Linked DNA regions of Mus musculus: regions 2, 3, 4, 5, 6 and 7 are each linked to region 1. The links are chromatin contacts, called in public ChIA-PET, HiChIP or PLAC-seq, capture Hi-C and promoter capture Hi-C maps. All regions are on one chromosome and are shown on one strand. The core of a region is the stretch at or near the end of the contact, and the rest is flanking DNA. Distances in the headings are between cores, read along the strand shown. Region 1 holds the start of Spef2 (sperm flagellar 2). Region 2 overlaps Prlr (prolactin receptor). Region 3 holds the start of Prlr (prolactin receptor). Region 4 has its middle 72 kb from the start of Prlr. Region 5 has its middle 94 kb from the start of Prlr. Region 6 holds the start of Capsl (calcyphosine-like). Region 7 has its middle 37 kb from the start of Capsl.

What was found. Promoter capture Hi-C pulls out the DNA fragments that hold promoters and counts their contacts. HiChIP or PLAC-seq counts read pairs in DNA pulled down with a chosen protein or histone mark. ChIA-PET counts read pairs in DNA pulled down with a chosen protein or histone mark. Capture Hi-C pulls out chosen DNA fragments and counts their contacts.
Region 2: a RAD21 HiChIP or PLAC-seq map of pro-B cells shows a contact between it and region 1, with 4 times the contacts expected there. The contact joins the enhancer-like site here to the promoter of Spef2 in region 1. A contact is called at or near these places in 9 of 39 promoter capture datasets (the 3T3-L1 cell line, the C10 cell line, HPC-7-derived erythroid cells and 4 more), 1 of 15 datasets of contacts at CTCF or cohesin (pro-B cells), 1 of 115 datasets of contacts at active chromatin or transcription factors (large pre-B cells) and 1 of 9 other capture datasets (embryonic stem cells).
Region 3: a capture Hi-C map of embryonic stem cells shows a contact between it and region 1, with 6 times the contacts expected there. The contact joins the promoter of Prlr here to the promoter of Spef2 in region 1. A contact is called at or near these places in 10 of 39 promoter capture datasets (the 3T3-L1 cell line, the C10 cell line, cranial neural crest and 5 more), 2 of 115 datasets of contacts at active chromatin or transcription factors (embryonic stem cells and large pre-B cells) and 3 of 9 other capture datasets (adipose tissue, embryonic stem cells and liver).
Region 4: an H3K27ac HiChIP or PLAC-seq map of embryonic stem cells shows a contact between it and region 1, with 4 times the contacts expected there. The contact joins the enhancer-like site here to the promoter of Spef2 in region 1. A contact is called at or near these places in 5 of 39 promoter capture datasets (the C10 cell line, liver, pre-B cells and 1 more), 3 of 115 datasets of contacts at active chromatin or transcription factors (the 230-238 cell line, embryonic stem cells and large pre-B cells) and 1 of 9 other capture datasets (embryonic stem cells).
Region 5: a RAD21 HiChIP or PLAC-seq map of pro-B cells shows a contact between it and region 1, with 5 times the contacts expected there. The contact joins the enhancer-like site here to the promoter of Spef2 in region 1. A contact is called at or near these places in 8 of 39 promoter capture datasets (the C10 cell line, hippocampal neurons, liver and 3 more), 2 of 15 datasets of contacts at CTCF or cohesin (large pre-B cells and pro-B cells), 5 of 484 Hi-C or Micro-C datasets (CD4 T cells, Th1 cells, embryonic stem cells and 2 more), 4 of 115 datasets of contacts at active chromatin or transcription factors (the 230-238 cell line, CD8 T cells, fibro-adipogenic progenitors and 1 more) and 1 of 9 other capture datasets (adipose tissue).
Region 6: a promoter capture Hi-C map of the HPC-7 cell line shows a contact between it and region 1. The contact joins the promoter of Capsl here to the promoter of Spef2 in region 1. A contact is called at or near these places in 8 of 39 promoter capture datasets (the C10 cell line, the HPC-7 cell line, embryonic stem cells and 4 more), 1 of 484 Hi-C or Micro-C datasets (erythroblasts) and 1 of 9 other capture datasets (adipose tissue).
Region 7: a contact with region 1 is called in an RNA polymerase II ChIA-PET map of memory CD8 T cells, with 40 read pairs. The contact joins the enhancer-like site here to the promoter of Spef2 in region 1. A contact is called at or near these places in 9 of 39 promoter capture datasets (the C10 cell line, embryonic stem cells, hippocampal neurons and 4 more), 1 of 15 datasets of contacts at CTCF or cohesin (CD8 T cells), 9 of 484 Hi-C or Micro-C datasets (the BV-2 cell line, CD8 T cells, LSK cells and 4 more), 6 of 115 datasets of contacts at active chromatin or transcription factors (the 230-238 cell line, CD8 T cells, DN3 thymocytes and 2 more) and 2 of 9 other capture datasets (embryonic stem cells and macrophages).

What each region holds. Positions count from the first base shown.
Region 1 is chr15:9,747,444-9,750,225 of GRCm38.p6, reverse strand. Spef2 (sperm flagellar 2) reads left to right here and starts at 1,358. Exons shown (of 37, transcript NM_001305042.1): 1 at 1,358-1,514. The coding sequence starts at 1,457.
Region 2 is chr15:10,234,726-10,237,507 of GRCm38.p6, reverse strand. All of the region lies in intron 1 of Prlr (prolactin receptor), which reads right to left. Among named protein-coding and RNA genes, the nearest start is that of Gm41268, 33 kb to the right of the region's middle. Within about 2 kb of position 1,352, at least 34 of the 459 cell types and tissues checked have an H3K27ac peak or open chromatin away from gene starts, as enhancers often do. A contact at or near this core is called in pre-B cells and pro-B cells, where this site is marked.
Region 3 is chr15:10,175,838-10,178,619 of GRCm38.p6, reverse strand. Prlr (prolactin receptor) reads right to left here and starts at 1,382. Exons shown (of 10, transcript NM_011169.5): 1 at 749-1,382.
Region 4 is chr15:10,104,262-10,107,043 of GRCm38.p6, reverse strand. No RefSeq gene overlaps it. Among named protein-coding and RNA genes, the nearest start is that of Prlr, 72 kb to the left of the region's middle. Within about 2 kb of position 1,388, at least 13 of the 459 cell types and tissues checked have an H3K27ac peak or open chromatin away from gene starts, as enhancers often do. A contact at or near this core is called in embryonic stem cells and stem cell-derived epiblast-like cells, where this site is marked.
Region 5 is chr15:10,081,411-10,084,192 of GRCm38.p6, reverse strand. No RefSeq gene overlaps it. Among named protein-coding and RNA genes, the nearest start is that of Prlr, 94 kb to the left of the region's middle. Within about 2 kb of position 1,367, at least 2 of the 459 cell types and tissues checked have an H3K27ac peak or open chromatin away from gene starts, as enhancers often do. A contact at or near this core is called in pro-B cells, where this site is marked.
Region 6 is chr15:9,434,595-9,437,376 of GRCm38.p6, reverse strand. Capsl (calcyphosine-like) reads right to left here and starts at 1,349. Exons shown (of 5, transcript NM_029341.1): 1 at 1,210-1,349.
Region 7 is chr15:9,471,549-9,474,330 of GRCm38.p6, reverse strand. No RefSeq gene overlaps it. Among named protein-coding and RNA genes, the nearest start is that of Capsl, 37 kb to the right of the region's middle. Within about 2 kb of position 1,345, at least 46 of the 459 cell types and tissues checked have an H3K27ac peak or open chromatin away from gene starts, as enhancers often do. A contact at or near this core is called in CD8 T cells, DN3 thymocytes, memory CD8 T cells and 2 more, where this site is marked.

The DNA.
Region 1 (2,782 bases), core at 109-2,608:
TTTATTGGCTCATTGAGGAGTCTAGCCATCGATAAATACATAGTAGTGGAATTCATGTTAGTGTTTAAGTAAAGAGGTATAGTAGGACTTTAGGAATTGTGCATGTCACACAGGACAATTAAAGAGAACACTCAACCTGGTGGTTATTTTGGTCCTGAAGGCAGAAAGCATTTACAAAAGTAGATATCAACTGAGCTAGGTCACTCTAAAACAGGCAGAGAAGAGGAAACTAGAGGGTGGTCAAGAGGGAAGGTGAAGAAATGAAAGCTCAGAGGCCAACTGAGCTTTAGAAACTGGCATGAGTCTCTATGTGAAAATGGACATTCATGAATAAATTCAAACCAGCTATGTGAAATAATTGCCTTCTGTAACACAAGCAACTCCGATCTACTTGAAGCATGGATGAGATGCAAGCCCTCTCATTGCCTTACAAGAAAAAAAGCAATTTTGAAGCATGTGCTGGTCTTCTACCAGAAGCAAGTCATCAGAGTATGTGAGTTTTCATTTAACTTCCTCAACTTGTAAAGCAAGCATTGTGTCTGCATCTAAAGGAAAGAACGGTGAGGTTCAAAGACATTAAGTCATTATTTCCGGGGCAAAGAATTTGTGAAATCAAAGCCAGACAGGATGGCTCACATAAACCTCATTGTGAAACTTGGGCCTTATTGATAGTAAAAAAAATAAATTATAAAAGTATTACAATGAATAATTTAGAGAATTGCTTTTATTGAACAAATTACAGTTCAGTGCACATTACCACTTTTCAAACCAGCTTATGATTTCAAATAACTCTATATAGTCTATCCTTGGTTATTTACAGAAGAGAAATCAAGGTTTATAGTTCATCTGGCAATGACTTTTTTTTTTTTTTAAGAAACCTCTTATTATAATTGCTGCTCACACTCTTTTTTTTTTTTTTTTTTTTTTTTGGAAAATACATTTTATTTTTTTTTTCCATTTTTTATTAGGTATTTAGCTCATTTACATTTCCAATGCTATACCAAAAGTCCCCCTTACCCACCCACCCCCACTCCCCTACCCACCCACTCCCCCCCTTTGGCCCTGGCGTTCCCCTGTACGGGGGCACACAAAGTCTGCGTGTCCAATGGGCCTCTCTTTCCAGTGATGGCCGACTAGGCCATCTTTTGATACATATGCAGCTAGAGTCAAGAGCTCAGGGGTACTGGTTAGTTCATAATGCTGCTCACACTCTTTAGGCCTTCTTTTTGCACTAGCACAGGTTCAGGTCTTACAAGCCAGTAGGGGGCAGACAACAATTTCTGATAACTACGGCTATGCAGTGGGGCCTCCTCCTCTCTGAGCCGGCGACCTAGCTCCAGCCTGAAAGAGCTTCCTTAGCAACTGGTTGCCCTGGGCGACGGGAAGACGCAGTCCAGCTGACTGAGTTCCTGGAAAGTTCCTAGCACCTGCAAGCAGTCAAATTCACCAGTGAGCTATGTCGGAAATCCTGTGCCAGTGGCTCAACCAGGAGTTGAGGGTGTCCCGGACCGTGAGTGAGTGAACTCAGCCAAGGGCAAGCAGTTGAAGCAAGCACGGGATGGTGGGGTGGGGGTGCTGATAGAAAGTAGCTCCAGAGTGTCTAGCAGTGCCTGGCAGTGCTGGCCTGCCCTCCTCAGTGCTACCTAGCCACACTGGGGCTTTCTTATTTCATCATGCCTCTGACATTAGACCTCATCACGTGGTCTTAGCCCTCAGATTTTCTGATCTACTCTCTATTACTAAGGGACGCTAAGTTCTAGGTACTGGTCTGTTCCTGTGTGGAGTAAAAGTTGTTCCTGTCTGTAGTCTGACTGTTGCTTTGCTTTCATGACATCCGCATCAAAATGTGCAAGACGAATCCACGCAGGAAGTGCTTTCAACAGTTACAACTTTTTTTCTGTGTTTCCTCCAGTATAAATTAGATCCACTTGCACTCTCCCTGCTTAACAACAATTGTAGATCTGTTAACATTTGTCAGTTTTAGGAACTTTAAGCTTCCTTTATCCTTTATCAACTTTGGCCATTTGAGGTACCTTTTCTAAGCTAACCTTACTTGATTTTAGCAGAGGCATAAAGTTGTACATGAAGTTTCTAAATTCTTATGGCCCAGGAAGTTACAAACAAGTCAGATTTAGTGGCAACCAGACACTTCCTCTTCTCCTCGCTGGGGGAGGAATTATTGTTTCTTTATTGGTAGCTCATTTTCAATTGCTACGGATTTTCCTTCAGGCAAGATGCTTTCAAAACGAATCATTTCAACATGACCTCCCAGAGGTTCTCTTGCTTCTCTACCAGTTGCTACCAATGGGAGCAGCGGTGCCAGTTCACCCTTGGGTCATCCATAGAAGTTGCTAGGACAGTAAGTAGTATTTGTGCAGGTGTGAGATATCTAAGGATCTTCAGTGAGGAATATTCCAAGTTGCATTACGTGAGGCATAAACATTAGACTTATTATATCCCAAGGCTTCTCCACCCTGCTTTGAGCAATGATAGATTCTTTTTCCCTGTCCTGTCTCCTTGGTTCTCTGAGAGTTTCTCAGCTCAAATAGGATGCTAAACTCAGGACAGTATTTATCATGTATCATTTCCTCTTTCTCTCTCACAGTACTGTCCACCAAAATGCAGTATCACACCCAAGGTTGCACTACTCTGAGGGAGCAGTTACACATTTCTTAGCTTAAGTTGGTTCATTTATTTCATAATAAGATCCACACCATTTCCTCAAGTCCACAGGACCCTTGCAGAGTAAGACACTTTGGGGACAAGCAAATAGAGTTAACCA
Region 2 (2,782 bases), core at 103-2,602, 490 kb before region 1:
CCAGTCTCACAAAGACACCTATTTTTTCTAAATAGCCCTTAATTTATATATTTAAACGATCCTTCATTATCTAAAAAATGCAAAACAATTTTTGTTTGTGATGCAAATAATTTCATCTAAGTAGGAGCTTTGAAGAACCAGGGCTTCTTGAGCCAGAACAATGCTATACTGTTCACTAAGCTATGACAATGTTGCAAGCAAACTGTTCTGTCTTTGTGTGTATGCACGTGCACCTGAGTGTGTGTGTGTGTGTGTGTGTGTGTGTGTGTGTGTGTATTGAACCCCAGACACAGCAATCAGATTGCTTTGCATGAGGGCTGCCATCAGCTTAGAGGAGTGAGCTTTCAAGACTTGCAAACCGGCAAGGAGGTAAAATACAAACCTCATGATTTCAGCCTGTGTGCCTGCTCTGTGGAACTCCACAGAGGCGCTCTATCTCAGAGTCACTCAAAAGGCTCAGAGCAGGATGTGGCAACCATCCATCTACCCAAGTCTGCAGTCCCAATTGGGGCCGGGCTGCAGCTGGCCAATGTTTGTGCTCTCCCTTAGCCCCTCCTTCTTCCACATTTCCTGTTTCCTGTTCTGAATTATATGGTCTGCACCTGAGTCCTACTGCCTTCTGATTTCCACTGTAAACTAAAGGTGTAGAGAGCCTTGGCAGGAAGGAACCCTGTGTAGGGGTTGGGAGAGGTGAGCCTGGGTTATATCCCTCCTCCTGCTGCCTTAATGCTGGTTGCCCTAAGCTGACCAAGGCAGCCGGTTCTATAGAACGCTCCCTCCAGGGGTTGTGTGGATGGCCCCTATCCTCTGCCCAGTCAGGATTAAACTGGTCCTAGAACCTGACAGTTGCTCACCACTGTCAGTTTGATATTTTATCCAAGTCCTTGAATTGTCCTGTCTCCTTTAGAGCACCCTCTTTATGGGTCACCACTGTCCCTTCAAAATGGTGGCAACAGGTGTTCCCTTTCCTCTGGGTCTCACTATCATGATGGGGACTGGAGACTTGAGGCCTTCCCCCCCCCCCCCCCCCCCCCCCAGCTACTGATGGTCTGGAAGCTCCAATGTGATTGGCAGGCTGAGAAAACGGAGTTACTGGTTTGGGCATAGGATGCTGCTTGCCTTGCCTTAGACCCAGATCTTGTTCCCTGGGAAACTAAACTCTTTCAGCACAGCCCAGTGCTGGAGGGCAAACAACTCTTGCAGAATCACTCAGGGGGGAACACACTCCTGAAGTCTGTGGCTCTTTATTTAAGGGAAGCATTGGGCAATGAACTGCACAGACCTGCAGGGTCTCCTGCAAGGATGCCCTTCCTGGTCCGAGGCTAAGTGCTTCCTGCTTCTCTTATATATTTGGCAACAGAAACTTTCTGCCCTCTTAGCTCTTCAAAAGGGCTTGTTACATCCGGCTGCAAACCACGGGGACTGATGATGCTGTCACAAAAGAAGCTGTTGCTGTGCATTTTGTAAAAGACGGGTTTTGAAATCTTTCATCCTTATGTTACACGTAGCTTACTGTTTACTGTTATTTTTTTTTCCTGCTGAAAATTTTATTATTGGGGGAAAAAAACCCCATGATTAAATTGTCCATATATCCTACAATAAGGGGTCCCTTGCTTTCCTTTCCTAACGACTGTGATGTGAACATTCCTGAGCCTCCTGCCAGATACCAATACACACACTGCTTTCTTGCAACATCTACCATTATGCCTTTTACATAGGACTTTTTTTTTAAAAGATTTATGTATATGAGTATACTGTAGCTGTCTTCAGACACACCAGAAGAGGGCATCAGATCTCATTACAGATGGTTGTGAGCCACCATGTGGTTGCTGGGAATTGAACTCAGGATCTCTGAAAGAGCACTCAGTGCTCTTCACTGCTGAGCCCCACATAGGGTTTTTTTTTCCTCCTTTTTTTTTTTTTTTGAGTCTCTCCTTGCTGTCCCATATAGGCCACTTCTTTGGGACTCCTTGACTCCTGCTGCAGAATTGTTTCATGAGCTGTTCTGAAACCTACCTGCTTACCACTACCCTTGTAAATTCTCCTAGGATGGGTCATTTGTCTGTATCTTTCATCTTTAGCTAGGAATTATGGGGAAGAAATCTACCCTGAGTACCACCAGAGCTCTAGTGACTTGCCTAGTCTGGAAAACACTTCTTTTCTGATCCCAGGTATGTGTGAATCATACTCTCAGAGGGTTGAGGGTAGATCTGACGTTGTCAATCAATGTCATAACGTCCGCTCATACGCACGGGGTATAATCCAAAGCTTATTTTAAATTTAGTTTGCATAGGGCAGTAATAAAAGTTAATTTTCCAAGTCTGAAAGAGAAGATGCGTTCTAAAATTGGCATCATTTTTTAAAGTCTCATTGCGGCCTTTCTTAGGCTTCCTTCCATACTTTTCTTGCTCACCTGTAAAAAAATTCATTGCACATGGAAACTGAGAATCCAAATGAAAGGGACTTAAACCCTCAGAAATGCTACTAAGTGAAGACAATTGCTCTAATATTTGGTGTTACATACAGTCTTTAAGAGTCAGTTGTGGCCTTCCATCCAAGTACTAGCTGCATATGCAGCAGAAGATGGCCTAGTTGGCCATCATTGGGAAGAGAGGCCCCTTGGTCTTGCAAACTTTATATGCCCCAGTACAGGTGAACACCAGGGCCAAGAAGTGGGAGTAGATGGGTAGAGGAGGGGGAGGGAAGGGTACAGGGGACTTTCGGGATAGTATTTGAAATGTAAATGAAGAAAATACCAAATAAAAAATTGGGAAAAGGACAA
Region 3 (2,782 bases), core at 133-2,632, 430 kb before region 1:
TGTTATTAAGGGAACGTGGGTTGCTTCCCTACCACACAGGTAGAGGTCACTAACAGGATATTTTTCTACACAACTACAGCCCTTGCCTCCCCCTGCCTCAGCATTAAGAGTCTGGGTTCTGGGAGGCTATCCCCTCTGTCCCCTGATCCCATGATCTTTGCTCCAGCAGTGTGTCCTTGCTTCTACCCCTAGGGCCTGAATTCCTAGCACACTGCCCAGACTCCGCTTAGCTGCCTTAGGGAGTGGGGGTGGGAGCTCAGGTGACTGTCTCTTCACCTGGCACCCAGCTGTGCAGCCGGCAGGAGACTGCCCAAGTTAGCTGCCACCACGTCTCCTGCCCCAGCCCATTCAGCCTCCCCGCTATCTCCCCAGCTTTTCATTTCGACACAAACCACCTGCAACCCCACCATCACACCACCGAAACTCATTCGCAAGGGCGCGCTTGCAGGGTTTATTTTAAAACACACCGAGAGCAGTTGTAAAAGCTGGGGTGGGTGGCCAAGCCCCTTGGCATATATTTAGCTTTTCTCGAAAGGGACACCAAGGTTTGGCTTCAGGCACGCTCACAGCACGGGATGGGGTTTCCTCGCGCCCGCGGGCTCTGGCAGCTAGCTGGCATTTCCCTAAGCTGTCCGCGCCTGCAGCCAACTGTTCCACTCCCACTCGCGGCCTCGAACCCGCGGCCCTGGAGAGCGCCCGCCCGCACCACCCCTGGCCACGCACAGCCTTGTCTGACATGGGTACTCACTTCTGCTGGAGAGAAAAGTCTGCCATACCAGGGATTGAGCACTTCTTGCAAAGAACGCGAGCTTTTTCAGTGACAGGTAAAGCTGTTTCCTGAGCCCCGTGTAAAATCCAGAACGCAGGAGAGGAGTGAGTGAGACAGAGCAGGAAGGCGGGGAAAGCCCAGCTCAGAAGACCCGGCAGTCTGGGGATTTTAGCCTCTGCTCTGCCGTCGCCAGCCGCGTGTCTCTGAGAAGAAGCTCAACTCGGTGCACTTGTTCACTCTTTCTTCACTAGAGGAGGAGTCAGTGTTGCAACATGCATGTTCCTTGCTGGAGGCAAAACAGTGATTTTTCTCCAGCGTGCAAAAGGTCCAGAGCCTGCCAGTTTTATAAGGTGACGGAGATAGTTGGGGGAATCAGAATGCAGAGAAAAGGTGGACAAGGTAATGTCTGATTTCTCCCGGATCCGTTTCGCATGATCAGGGGACCTTCTTCCATCAAGACTACCAGTAAAGAGACAAAACAATAATAGAAATGTCCTTTAAGTCCTGTGACCTCAAAGATGGTATTTCTCCCAGTAGCCAAGATGAGATTCGGTGTCAAATTTCTTTCCGTACTTCCCAGCAAGCAACACCCAGCAGCCAGCCGCTTGACAATACTTGAGGGGGCTCTAGGGATTGGAATCACACCTTCCCTGGGAAGGAGGAGGAGTCAGAGGAAAGTGGTCGAGGAAGAATAAACAGGGACCCTTAAAGGACGCGTTGCTTTCTATTTTTTAACACAGCAGAACTTCCAGGGCTCTACTTTATGCTCAGCCACATCAAAATAGTAGATACACCAACATCCTCAGCAACCCACGAGTCGGCTCCTTTCCGCAAATGCAGAATGTACCTCCTCAAATAAGCTGCACCATCTGAGGGTTGTTTTATATTATGTCTTTGGTATTAACAAAACACTGCTTTTCCTCTTGCACCCCTCCCTATGTTCTCTTGAAAATAAACTATTAAAACAACAAATACCAATAGCTACTTGGATCAAATAGTTATCTCTGAACAGGTAAGTGATGCCATTGATTAACACTGTGTCCCGTTGTTAGGTAAGTTAGAGGGCCACGATGGGTGGTTATTTTGAACAAGCTATTGAATATTTTTTTTAATCATTGAAACATTGCTTTTTCTTCCTCTGATTTGATTGACACTTTACAATAACTGGCAAATCACATTCGTTAATGGCTTTCTGCCACACTGCAGGAAGCTGCTGGAAATCCCATGACGTTTAGGCGATTCTCTTGCATTAGAAGAGGCGTTCACACATGACCTGCACAAGATAAACCATGATCTACCCCTGGTTTTCAGAGGCTGTGGGGTGTGTATCTGCTGTGCACAGACTATGCCGGCTTCTGGTGGCTGAGGTGGACCATTGCTCACAATTACCTTTGAGAGTGTATAATACAGTGCCCGTTCATTTTCAAAACTAACGAGTATCCTCTCCAATGGCAGAATACAGACATTCTTAGTGGCCAAGTTACACCACAATGAACCCATTGTTAAGTTTAAGATATTTTAAGAAAAAAAAAAGAATAAAAACACCTGTTGAACATCATAATCTAGCCTTGTCTTGCCTATCAGATATGCTTAGAACTTGTATATTTGACTGAATTTGGGGGAAATTATCTAGCACAAAACTTAACAGGATGCCCGTGTAGGTAGATCATCATATTATTAAAGTGTCTAAACCATCGTGAACCACCAGAGGTTAGTGATTATATTCCTGTGTGACCTTTGAAAGGCTGGGGGTTACTCAGTAAAGTGTAATTTTCCTTGACTATTCTAACAGATAATGAGAAGAGAGGGAGAATCACCTTTGGCAATGGAAAACTGTTCGATTTCCTTGTGGTTCCTAGACGTCTGCGTTCCTGCTGCACAGCAGAAGTAGGTTCCAGAACAGGGTAAGTGACTAATCCACATGCTATTTGGAGAGAAGGTCATGGCTTTCTGCTTTGCTGTGCAGCATATACCCTGACCCCAAGCCACAGGCAGGCGTTCACAGTCGTAAAT
Region 4 (2,782 bases), core at 139-2,638, 360 kb before region 1:
AGCTGCAGTAGGGGCCCTAAGCTGTTCTGTCCTATGGCCTTGACATCCAGAGCCCAGATCAAGGCAAGAGCGGACCGAAAAAATAATGAGCTAGCTTTCCTCCAGTTCCCAGTGTGATAAAAGGCTGTTAGGAATGGATTTTCATTCTGCCCTGTTCTTCTGCTACATCTGTAGAAAAACAAACATGTTTTGTACTTAGTAGTACATTACAGATAATAGTTTTGTGAGGTAAATCCATATAACATTCTTTGCTTAAGTTTTCCATCTTTATTCATTAAATTAGACTTATAGTTTTATCTCTTGAGTGTGATGGTGTGATGGTGAACTTAGGTTGGCTGTATTACATAATTTTGTCAACTTTCTTTTTTTTCTCTCCATTTGTCATTGGTAAAAACTTGTACAAAACCTAGAGAGAAAAAAAAGCCTCTGGCATTTGGCAGAGGAGATCAGTAGCCCGAGTAATTTTGGGAAGTTTTTATCTACTAATTTAATTTTTTAAAGGTTATAAAAATGTTTCTTTTAAAATATAAAATTTACTATTCTTTAAAAATAAACTAGAATTTACCCATCCTGGGTAATTCAGACTTTTGGAAGGTTCACCTTCTGATTTTGTTGATCCTACGGTGTCACCGCTGACGACCATCCTGCCTCATCACTAATTTCTGCATTGATCTGGAATTATTTCTTTTGTTTTCTTTTGGTTTTGCAGCAGCTAGAGGACATTGAAAGAACGCCCATTTGTGGGTGCCAGAACCCAACTGGTACTTGTAAGATCTCCATTTGTGAGTGTTGGAACCCTACTTAATGTATCTACAACAGAACCCCTGTGCCGCAGACCCTCTGGATCCCTTTGTCTGTGTGGAATGGGTCCCTGGGGCAGGTGGGCAAAGCGTCGGCGGTTGACAGACAGATGCACACAGGAGAGGTTGTGTAGAATCTGAATGTATTTGTCAGGTCGAGCATCAAACTTTTTATACCAAAGAAATAACAAGAAACCAGGCAAAATACAATCCACCAAGTTACAGTGACACAATACATCAAAAGAAGGTGGGGACCAGGCTGCTGCCGCAAAAGAAAGGAGCCAGGTGTAAACTAGTCTATTGTAAAACCCACCACCAGGGGTTCTGCACTAGCAGACCTTATCATGAATACTGCAATACCCCAACACCCTATTTCCTGGGTCTACAGAAGAATATACCAACTTGCTTCTAATGTGAAGCTTTATACCTAGCTGTAGAGAAGATCTCTGTCTCAGTGGGATTCTCTAGCTCTATTGTTCCCTCGTTTGGGTGAGAATTGCTACTGTCCTTGGTAAATATTTTGTAGACCAGCTCTGAGCTACTGTCTTTGTAATGCTTAATTAGTAACTGAATAGGTAACTTCCTTTCTGCAGTCCTGCCGGATTTCAAGTTCAGATTTCAAGCTTTCAGGCTTCTGGGACCTAGGAACACTATAACAGAATTTAATCTTAAAAGGCATTTATAATAAAATATTAAAAGAGAGCTCGTAGATCCATACACCAGACTAACACGGGAATAGAGTATGAGTATGAGAACGCCAAAACTCCAGGAGGTGAGCTTCCTTGAAACTCTCTGCCTCGTGGGTGGCTTTTAGGCTACACAGCCTGTCAAGCTGACTCGACTGGAGTGCGTGGAACCCCTCCGTCCGGGATTCAGGGAACATCATGGAAACAAAAGAGTATAAGAACCAGAGGACCAGAATGACTGCGGAGAGGTCCTTTCTCCTGGTGTTTGTTTGTTTGTATTTGTTTTTGTTGTTGTTTTGGTTTTGTTTTTTTTTGTTTGTTTGTTTCTTGTTATTGGTTTTATTGTTGTTTTATTTGCTTTGTTTGTTCCTTTATTTGTATTAAAATTATCAGTAAGATGTTTTTAAGTCATTAATTCTGAGGCTTCATCTTGAATATCAAGTTCTAAACACATCTTGGTGTGTGTGACCTATTAAAAATAATTTTGTTCTTATTTGCATTTAGACTCCACCCTGAACACTTTTAGATGAATTGAATGGAATTCTGTTTTATTTTTGTTTTCATTTCATTCAATTGACTTTTAACTGAGAATTTCACATGTGTACACTGTATTTACAGCATTTCCATTTCCCTGTTTCCCAATCCAACTCCCTTTGTCTTCCCCATCCTTTTTTATAATCTATGACATTTTTTAGTACAAACTTTATTATATATATATAAATATTGGGTCCCATTAGTGTTGCCTGTATGTGCATGTGTTAAGAGCTGATCAGTTTGAATAGATGATCTATAGGACAGCGTTGTCTGTGGTGAAAACTCATTCTCCTCACCTCAGCAGCCATTGAGTGCCTGATGCAGGTCAGCATTCATGGTGTTTCCCCATCCACATTGGTATGTCAACTGCTGTCATTGTTCAGTTTTGAGCAGGCAGCTGTATTATTGAGGATTCATTGCTATAGCATTCCTAACCTGTCTTGAAGACATAATCTGCAGTAGGCAAATCCTAGTCCTCCAGCTCTTACAATTTTTCTGGGTCATCTTCTATTGTGCTCCTGAAGTGTAAAGATTATATTATAGATATATCAGTTGGGATCAGTTGTGGCTCTCTTAGGAGCCTTTGTCACAAAAAGAAGCATCTTTGATGAGGGGCGGGAGCTGCACTCACTTGTGAGTAGGGAGGTAAATATTTAGAATATAGCTGGAAGTAATGGCAATTTAGAAAAAATGTCAGTAGTGTGTTCCACTCTATGATGTCTCTAGCCACAGGCTCTTGACTGAGTTCACAGTACCAGGAAC
Region 5 (2,782 bases), core at 118-2,617, 330 kb before region 1:
GAACTGTCTGGATGCAGCTTTAGATTATTATTCCTGGAAAATATTACATTAAGAAAAGTGTTGGAGGACTATCAAATGCTGTCTTTTATATGTAGGCCCTAATTATAGTGTGTGTGTGTGTGTGTGTGTGTGTGTGTGTGTGTGTGTGTGTTTATGTTGGTGTGAGTGGGGCAAAGTAGATCATGAGAATGGATAAAGAGAGGTACTGAGGAGGTGTCAGGGTAGTAAGACACATGCAACGTCAAGCCAAAGGGAACTTTTGTGGGGGTTAGGAGGGTACAAAGTGGGTGGTGAGGAGTAAGAAGAAAAGTAAAGGTGACTAGTGAGAAGCGTGTTTTGCTTGAAAATGTCAAAATAAAATGTAACAGTGTGTATGCTAATTAAAAACTTTAGAACCCTGTGCTATTTTAAGGCATGGGATCTTTATCTGTAGAGAGGAATGTTGTTATGTCTGTGAACTTGGTCTTATAGACTGGGACAGAGAAAGCCTGGGAAGGGTGGGAACACAGGCATGGAGAAGTCATAGCCAATGGATGCTTTTTATTCTCCCCAGGAACTAAGTTTATTTCTGAAACAGGACTGGAAATGACTGTTCTCTACAGAACAACTTAGTAAAATAGAGCTATTAAGGTAAATATGTGGAAAGCAGTTACTTTCCTATGTGTTGGTATGGGTTTCTGTCATTTGGATCTTAGCTATTTTCTAACGATCCAGTACAACTTGGGGACAGCCTTTCTTCCTAGATTGCTCTTAATGGATAAAAGTGACAATTAAACCTTAAGTTCTTCAGACCCTTGGTGAATTGACCAAATAAATTAGGTGTGACTTAAACTTGTATGTATTGTGGTGGTTTTAAGGAAAACCACCTCATAAGAGTGGAAGTATTTGAAAGGGTTAGGACCTGTGGCCTTGTTGGAGAAGGTTTGACTTTGTTGGAGGAAGTGTGTCACTCAGGGTGGGTTTGGGGGTTTTAAATGGTCAAGCCAGGCCCACTGGCTCATTGTGGATCCAGATATAGAACTCTTAGCTACCTTTCCAACCTCGTTTCTACCTGTATGTCACCATGCTTCCTGCCATGATGATAATGGACTAAACTCCTGAAACATACCAGACCCAACTAAATGCTTTTCTCAATGAAGTTACTATGGTCATGGTGTCTCCTCACTGCAAAGGAACACTAAGACATGTACCTTATAAGTATGTGTACTACGTTTTAAGGGAATAAATACAGACCCTTTCAAAAGCAAAAAATTTAAAAAATAAAGCAAAAACATCTCATAAAGGGACTGCAATCCACTAAGACTAATTAGTAAATTTGAGCCTTCTCATAACTATTGAAGTGTCAGACATCTGTATCCTCATTCATAATAGGGAGTCCCATGGGTACCATTTAAAATATTGAATTCTACACAAGATGAGAGCCTGGAAACATGTGGGCACACACCAGTGATTTCTTTCTTTTTTCTTTTTCTTTTCTTTTCTTTTTTTTTTTTTTTTTTTACAATGGGAGTTTTTCTGCTGGGAACCCTCAAAGACAAACAAATAAACAACAACAACAAAAAATCCCTGTTGTTATGGATTTCAAGCTTACTCTTTGGTGTCTCTTTGAACAGCTGTAACAGAAAGAGTTTTAAAGTGCTACAGGATTTCCTAGTGGTTGAGAAAAGGAGACATCCTTTGGCTGTAGATCAGTGCACATTTTTCCACAATGAAGGGCTAATAAGTGTGGAGCAGGAATTTCATAACCAGTGAGGAAAGTGAAGTAGAGACAGATATGATTCTCAGGAAGGTGGTTTTGGAGAAGAGCCACCTTTAGCAGTGTCCACAGTGTGCATGTCCCTGGTTCAACACTGGTCAGATCTTTTTAACTCTCAAACTCTCTGTAGATCCTGAAAGATGTTCCAGGTCACACATAGAAACATCTTTAGAAGCCATGGAAAAGGAATTATACTGACAACTACTTGAACCAGTTTCAAAGTTTATGTGGATATTGAGACACCAACATAGCTTGTGAGCTCAAATAAAATATTTCAAGTTTTAATCTTGTACCACTTAGCTCTCTTGGGGCAGCTTTTGTAGCTTTAAATCTCCTCTAGGTCAAAAGATCAAATGCAGTGGTTCATGAGATTCAATTTATATAGCCCTACAAGGTAGCCTGGTTCAAATTATGGTCATATGTTCCATAGTGTTTCAGTTGATGATGGGTTGTGTTTAAAGAATGGTCCCCAGATGCTCATGTGTGAATTTTTAGTCTCTAATTAGTAGAAATGTTGGGGAAGGATTAGGAGGTGTGGCCTTGTTGAAAGACGTGTGTCACTGGTGTCAAAGGACCCATGTACTTTCTCATGTGCTCTTTGCCTTCTACTTCTGTGATGTGAGCTCTCAGCAGTTGCTCCAACTGCCTACCACCATGTCTTTATTCTTTAAGGAATAAACCCAATTAAACTCTTTCTTTTATACATTGTCTTGGTCATGATATCTTATCATATCAATAGAAAAGACTACACGAAAATTACATGTAACATGGTGTCATTACTATATAGCCAAAGGATGTACACAGTAGGGTACATCATCTAATTTTAAGTATATATTTGTAGTTTTACAACAAAATTGCCTGACGATGCATTTTTTGCAGGAGTCATCTGTTATGTTCACTGTTAAATGACACATTAATTATAATTAAAACAAGATGGATTTTAATTATTCAGAAGCCATTAATCTTATTTCAGATGCTCAAATGCCATTTTTGGAGGTCAGGTGTCATGGCACTAATTTCAGTATT
Region 6 (2,782 bases), core at 100-2,599, 310 kb after region 1:
CTATAGGTGGATCAACATTTTGAACTAACCAGTACCCCGGAGCTCTTGACTCTAGCTGCATATGTATCAAAAGATGGCCTAGTCGGCCATCACTGGAAAGAGAGGCCCATTGGACTTGCAAACTTTATATGCCCCAGTACAGGGGAACGCCAGGGCCAAAAAGGGGGAGTGGGCGGGTAGGGGAGTGGGGGTGGGTCGGTATGGGGGACTTTTGGTATAGCATTGGAAATGTAAATGAGCTAAATACCTAATAAAAAATGAAAAAAAAAAAAGAAACACATGGCCAATTTTAAACAGAGCAAAGAGGGCATATGGGAAGGATTGGAGAGGTTAAGGGATGGGGGCATAATACAGTTATGATCTCAAAGAAGTGATTTTTGGTTTTCTGTTTTTTTAATCATAAGAAAAAAGAGCTCCAGTCAATCAATGGCTGCTGAGACAGAGAGAATCCATTTTCTATAGGGAGGACTTTCTGGATAACGCATCTCACACGAAGCAGTCAGTCTTACATGCATGTACTCATGGGCATCACTAAATAAGCTCACTGTGTGTGTGTGTGTGTGCGTGCCTGTGTGTGTGTATGTGTGCGTGTGTGTGAAACAGAGAGGGGGGAGAAGGGAGAGAATTAAAAAAGAAGAGGCCATGAATTTAAAGAGTGGAGAGTGGAGGGTAGATATTAAATAAATATAGTACTAATGTATTCAATTCTCAAGTAACAACAACAACAAAAAAAAAACGCTAAATTAAAAACTCTAAATTTTTATCCTGCATCTGTCATGGATTCACAGGATGTGGTATAATCAGTACAAACTTATCTCACAGAATAAATGGGAATAATGCTAAATCTGTTGATCATTTTGTGAGTTGGAGACAGAATTCTAAGCTCTGTTTTGTCTGTGGCCATCGGGATAGTTACTGCAAGTCATCAAAGAAACTTCTCATCCAATGACCCAGCAAATAGGCACCACTCTGAAAGTGTTATCTCTTTTGCCTTTGCTAAATGAAATTGATTTTTGTCTAAGCATCTATTCCAAAAGTCTACACCTGGGGACCAGCTGTGCTCTTTGTGCACTGAGAGTCTAGGGATGGCTTCGTCAGGACATGCATTCTCACTGACTTTTAACTTTTCTTTTTAGATAAGAGATCCTCATCTTAAAAATGAAACAAAAACAGTGACAGTGAATTAAACAAATGAAAGCATTGAATTACCTGAAATGCTCGTCTGTAGCCGCAGGCTGCTTCACGGTGAAACTCTGGACTTCTGGCCCTGGGGACTCTAGTCTCCTCCCATGGTCCTGTGTCTCCCTCTTACCTGTCTTCCTTTGCTGTCCTGGCCTTTCAAGGCTTTCAGTTCTAATTGGATAGCCTGGGAACGCTGAAGCAAAGTCATGCTCTGATTGGCTCCGCTCGCTGTCATTCATATGCTGGTTCTGCCTTTTCTCAAGTTTACACTCCTCGTTACCTAGGAAATCCCAGTGACTGTGAAAACCCAACAAGCTGTTTGTTCTGGAAGAAATGGTAGGCGGAAGTTCTACTGGCAATTGTTTGGTTTCTAAAACAGCATCAAAACTGGTATCCCACGTTTTAAAAGGAAATGCTTGATAAATTGCCATACTTGCTTCAGGCGGCTCCCTTCTGACTCTACAAGGCTGTCTCCCTGGTGACTTATTGCCAGGTGAATCAGGAAACCACAACCCTTAGGAGCAAGTAGCAGCAATTATAGGCAATGCCCTCGTTTTTTAAATTCTACATTCACACACTAAGAAGATACCTTTCCCCACGGTGTTTTAGCTTCTGTAACTTTACCCTTTGTTCTCTATTAGCTCCACACTTGTTCTTAGCAATATGTTTGCCAGAGCAAAAGCAGGCTTGTTGTTTGCTTTGGGAGTAAATTAAGCCACATTTTCTACCCTGAGTATCTGTAACATCCAACGGCCTACCACACTCCCATCCCCAGGCTCCATCTACCCTGGAGTCATCCAAAAAACTAGGAACAGAACTTTCTAGAAAGGCCTCTGGTCCACTTCCTGTTACACATTTTACTCAGACAAGTGTGGTAGTTGATTTTTAATATCATTCAAATGAACAGTATAATTTCTGAGATTTGACATAAACATCAAATGAGATTTATTCAACATTAATAATCACTTGCCTCAAAACTTCCCTTAGTCTCTTTCCAAGTCTCCTTCCAGTAGGGCATGGTATTTAACAAATTAAGGGAAAGTGCGGACACGGGCAGGGATTCAGTATGCTTCTCACTTCCAGATTCATGCCTCTCTGTCTTGTTTTGGTCCGATTTAGTTTAAGGAGGGCTGTGTAATCATTGGATTGGAACCATCCATTGGAGCCTGGTGAGGTCACCAGTGGATATATGGCTGAAGACAATCGTTCTCCTCTCCCAGGATGTATCATCAGCAAATAGTTTGGCCCTGAGCAGAAGAAAGGATGGGTCTAGAAGTTGGATGTGATTAGGGTGGAGTGAAGTCAGGTAGACAGAAGGGTCTGGACTAGAGTGCAGGAAATGGGTTCTTCCAATCACAGTTTCCCAAGGCATCATAGCTCCTCATGGGAAATCCTATTTAGAGATTAGAATATGGTGCCTAGGCCCACTCCTTGCTAATAAAAGACTGCTGGGTTTGTTTGTTTGTTTGGGATGTGTGTGTGTGTGTGTGTGTGTATTTGGTCAGATCTAGAGAATAAACAGGTTAACTGTGATTATAAAAATCACTTCTCTGTACCTCTGTGTTGAGCTCTTCCTATCTTTATCAAATAAAATTATGAA
Region 7 (2,782 bases), core at 96-2,595, 280 kb after region 1:
TGGTAAGCCTCCTAGGTGAACATAGTCTGACCCTGTGGAAAGAATAGAAAGCAATAATAATAGCAAATTGTGTCATAATATCTTATCCTTGGCTGTTAAAATGGTAATTTTATGAGTAACTGTGTCATGCATTTTAAAAAGACTCACCACTTTCCAAGTTAAATGTTATCACCTGTAACAGAAGCATCACACCAATGATATTTATAAATATCTCTGAAGCACAATCACGTTGCTGTAATAGGGTCACCAATAAAAACACCACAAAGCTAGATTAAGGTATGCACCAAAATAAACACTTGCCCAGTCCTAAACAATATACATTCCTGTTCACTGCTATACAGTTCATTAAGGTAAAGTATCCTACATTATAATAAAGTATTACATTTTTATCAACAAACAAAAGCACAGCCAGAGAGCCTCAGGATGCAAGTGACATGTTAGCTGGTGAGAGAAAGCACACTTTGCAAGTCATTTACTGGCAGAGTTAGATGTTCTGTTCTATTGAAGCAGTTGCTGTTTCAGACCTTTAATTAAAAAAAAAAATCTGCTAAGTCAGAACTTCTTAAAGCAAAATCTCTCAGAAAGTACCAAATGACGTGCTTTTATAAATGTCTAAACTGATAGCTCACAGAAATCTTAATTTCTGGTTACTCGAGAGGATGCCCCAGTTGGTTTTTTTTTTTTTTCATTATAACAAGTAGATACCTCATATACATAGAGCTTACCACTAGAAACACACCTTATTTTAAATAAAATATTTAGCATGTATAGTATAAATACCATCAATATTCTTATTTATCAAACAGAATGCTGCTTCAAAACCAGTGTTTATTTGATGTCTACTTAACTGTTTGCTGTCAAGATAATATTTACATATGAGAACATCTCACTGTGGAGAAAATAGCTTGAGCGACAGTTCTGTGATAAAATGACAAGTCACTATTGGCTTGGCACTGTTTTAAAGCTATATGCAATATTTTTGCCACTAGTATACAGATTATATTTACATACAAATAAATATCTCCCATAAACATATGGCTATAGAAAGACACAGCCCTTCTAAGTATTGTTATATTACTGATTTATTTAACATTTGTTTTGGGTTTTAATTTATAAGAAATAAGTGTGAATTTCAACTCAAACACTTTCTAAGTAACTGATTAGTTAAGCTCAAGTTCCCATGATTTACTGCATGCATGTTGTAGCTTCAATGACACTCTTAAGTAAATGTATTTTGAATGATACTGCTAAATGACTTTTGAGGCATGAGTAAGTAGGAAACCTGTGGAATGGTACTTTCCTTCTCTGTTCCCTTGGAAACGAAGGGAATGTCCTGGGCTTAGTAAGGCAGTGAATGGCATTAGATAATACCCCATATTTGTGATGTACTTCATCTCATCAGTGTAGAAGAGCCAAGACCCAAGTGAGCCCTGGAAGGAACAAGCCACTCTGCCATCCATCATCTTCTTTCCATGTGAGGTTCCCTTCCTGTTCTGAGTCTCCCTCAGACTTATCATGAGTTCTGCACACAGCCTGTGCGTTTCTAAGATACCAGCCTCTGGTATCTTAGAGCACCAGAGAAAGATGCTATGAGATCAATACCAGTGTCTGAGTGCCAAGTGAAAAGGTCAGTAAATTCTGTTCTGAAGAATCAGGAGAAGAATCCAATACGAGTGATTAAAAAAAAAAGAAAACAAGAAAAGAAAGAAAAAAAGAAAAGAAAAGAAAGAAAGAAAACGATGACCTTTTGAGGATTTTTTTCCTGTGATGTACTTTACCTTTTGCTACATGTGAGATCCATATCAGAAACTCAGCTGCCTGTGGGTGGTTTACATTCTCAGTGAGTTTTACTTCCATTACATTTTTCTGAGGGGAAGAAAAAAACTGGCTTTGGCAAAGCAGGTGTGAGAATTAAACAAGAAGGCCGCTGTATTCTCAGAGAGGAAGGGCTGCTTCACCACAGCCTCTCACCGCACCAACCCAGACACCAGAGAGAATGTCTTCTCACAGCAATGTTCTCAGAAGCACCATCAATCATTTGCTTATATATCTTTCAACAGATTCCACCCGTCATCTAGTTTAGAAGAAACAATTTGAGGCATTAACTTGGTGAGGGATTTTTTTTGTTGTTGTTAGAACAAAAGAACTTGGCTAGCTCTAACCTGAGTACACAATTTTCATCTAAGCAACTTGGAGAAGTTAAATCATGCTGAGAAAATGATCTGTCAAACTAATCTATTATACAGCAGATCCTTAAAGCTTTTGTTTGTACTTTGAGCCATGGCATTTCTAACATTTAAAACCTTGTTCCTATATTTGAGAAGCTCTTGATTTTAAAAGCCCCCTCCAAAATCTTTGTTTTCCCTTTGAGTCAAAGCATTCCTATGACTAAACTTTTTTTACTTCATCTAATAGATATTTTAATTAAAATAATAATAGTTTCTAAGAAAATAAGCTTGTTGGACAATTTGGAAAGTTGGAAGCTATATATTTTGTATTCTGTGCTCAAAATAGATTTGCATAAACCTAGAATATATGTGAGTCACAGGATGCTAATACAATTTTATCAAGCAGAAGAAGCAGAGTACCCACACACTAGCTAACTCCTTGATTAAATATCAACATAACAGTCTAACTGTAGGTAGATTCATGAAGGTGGGGACCACTTCCTGCTTGTATGGTCCAATCTACAATGGCCAAGGCAGCTGAAGGAATATATCCATTATCTAACCCCATGAATAGGATATGCAGTGCAATATGCTTGCATTGTCTGGGCAGGCTG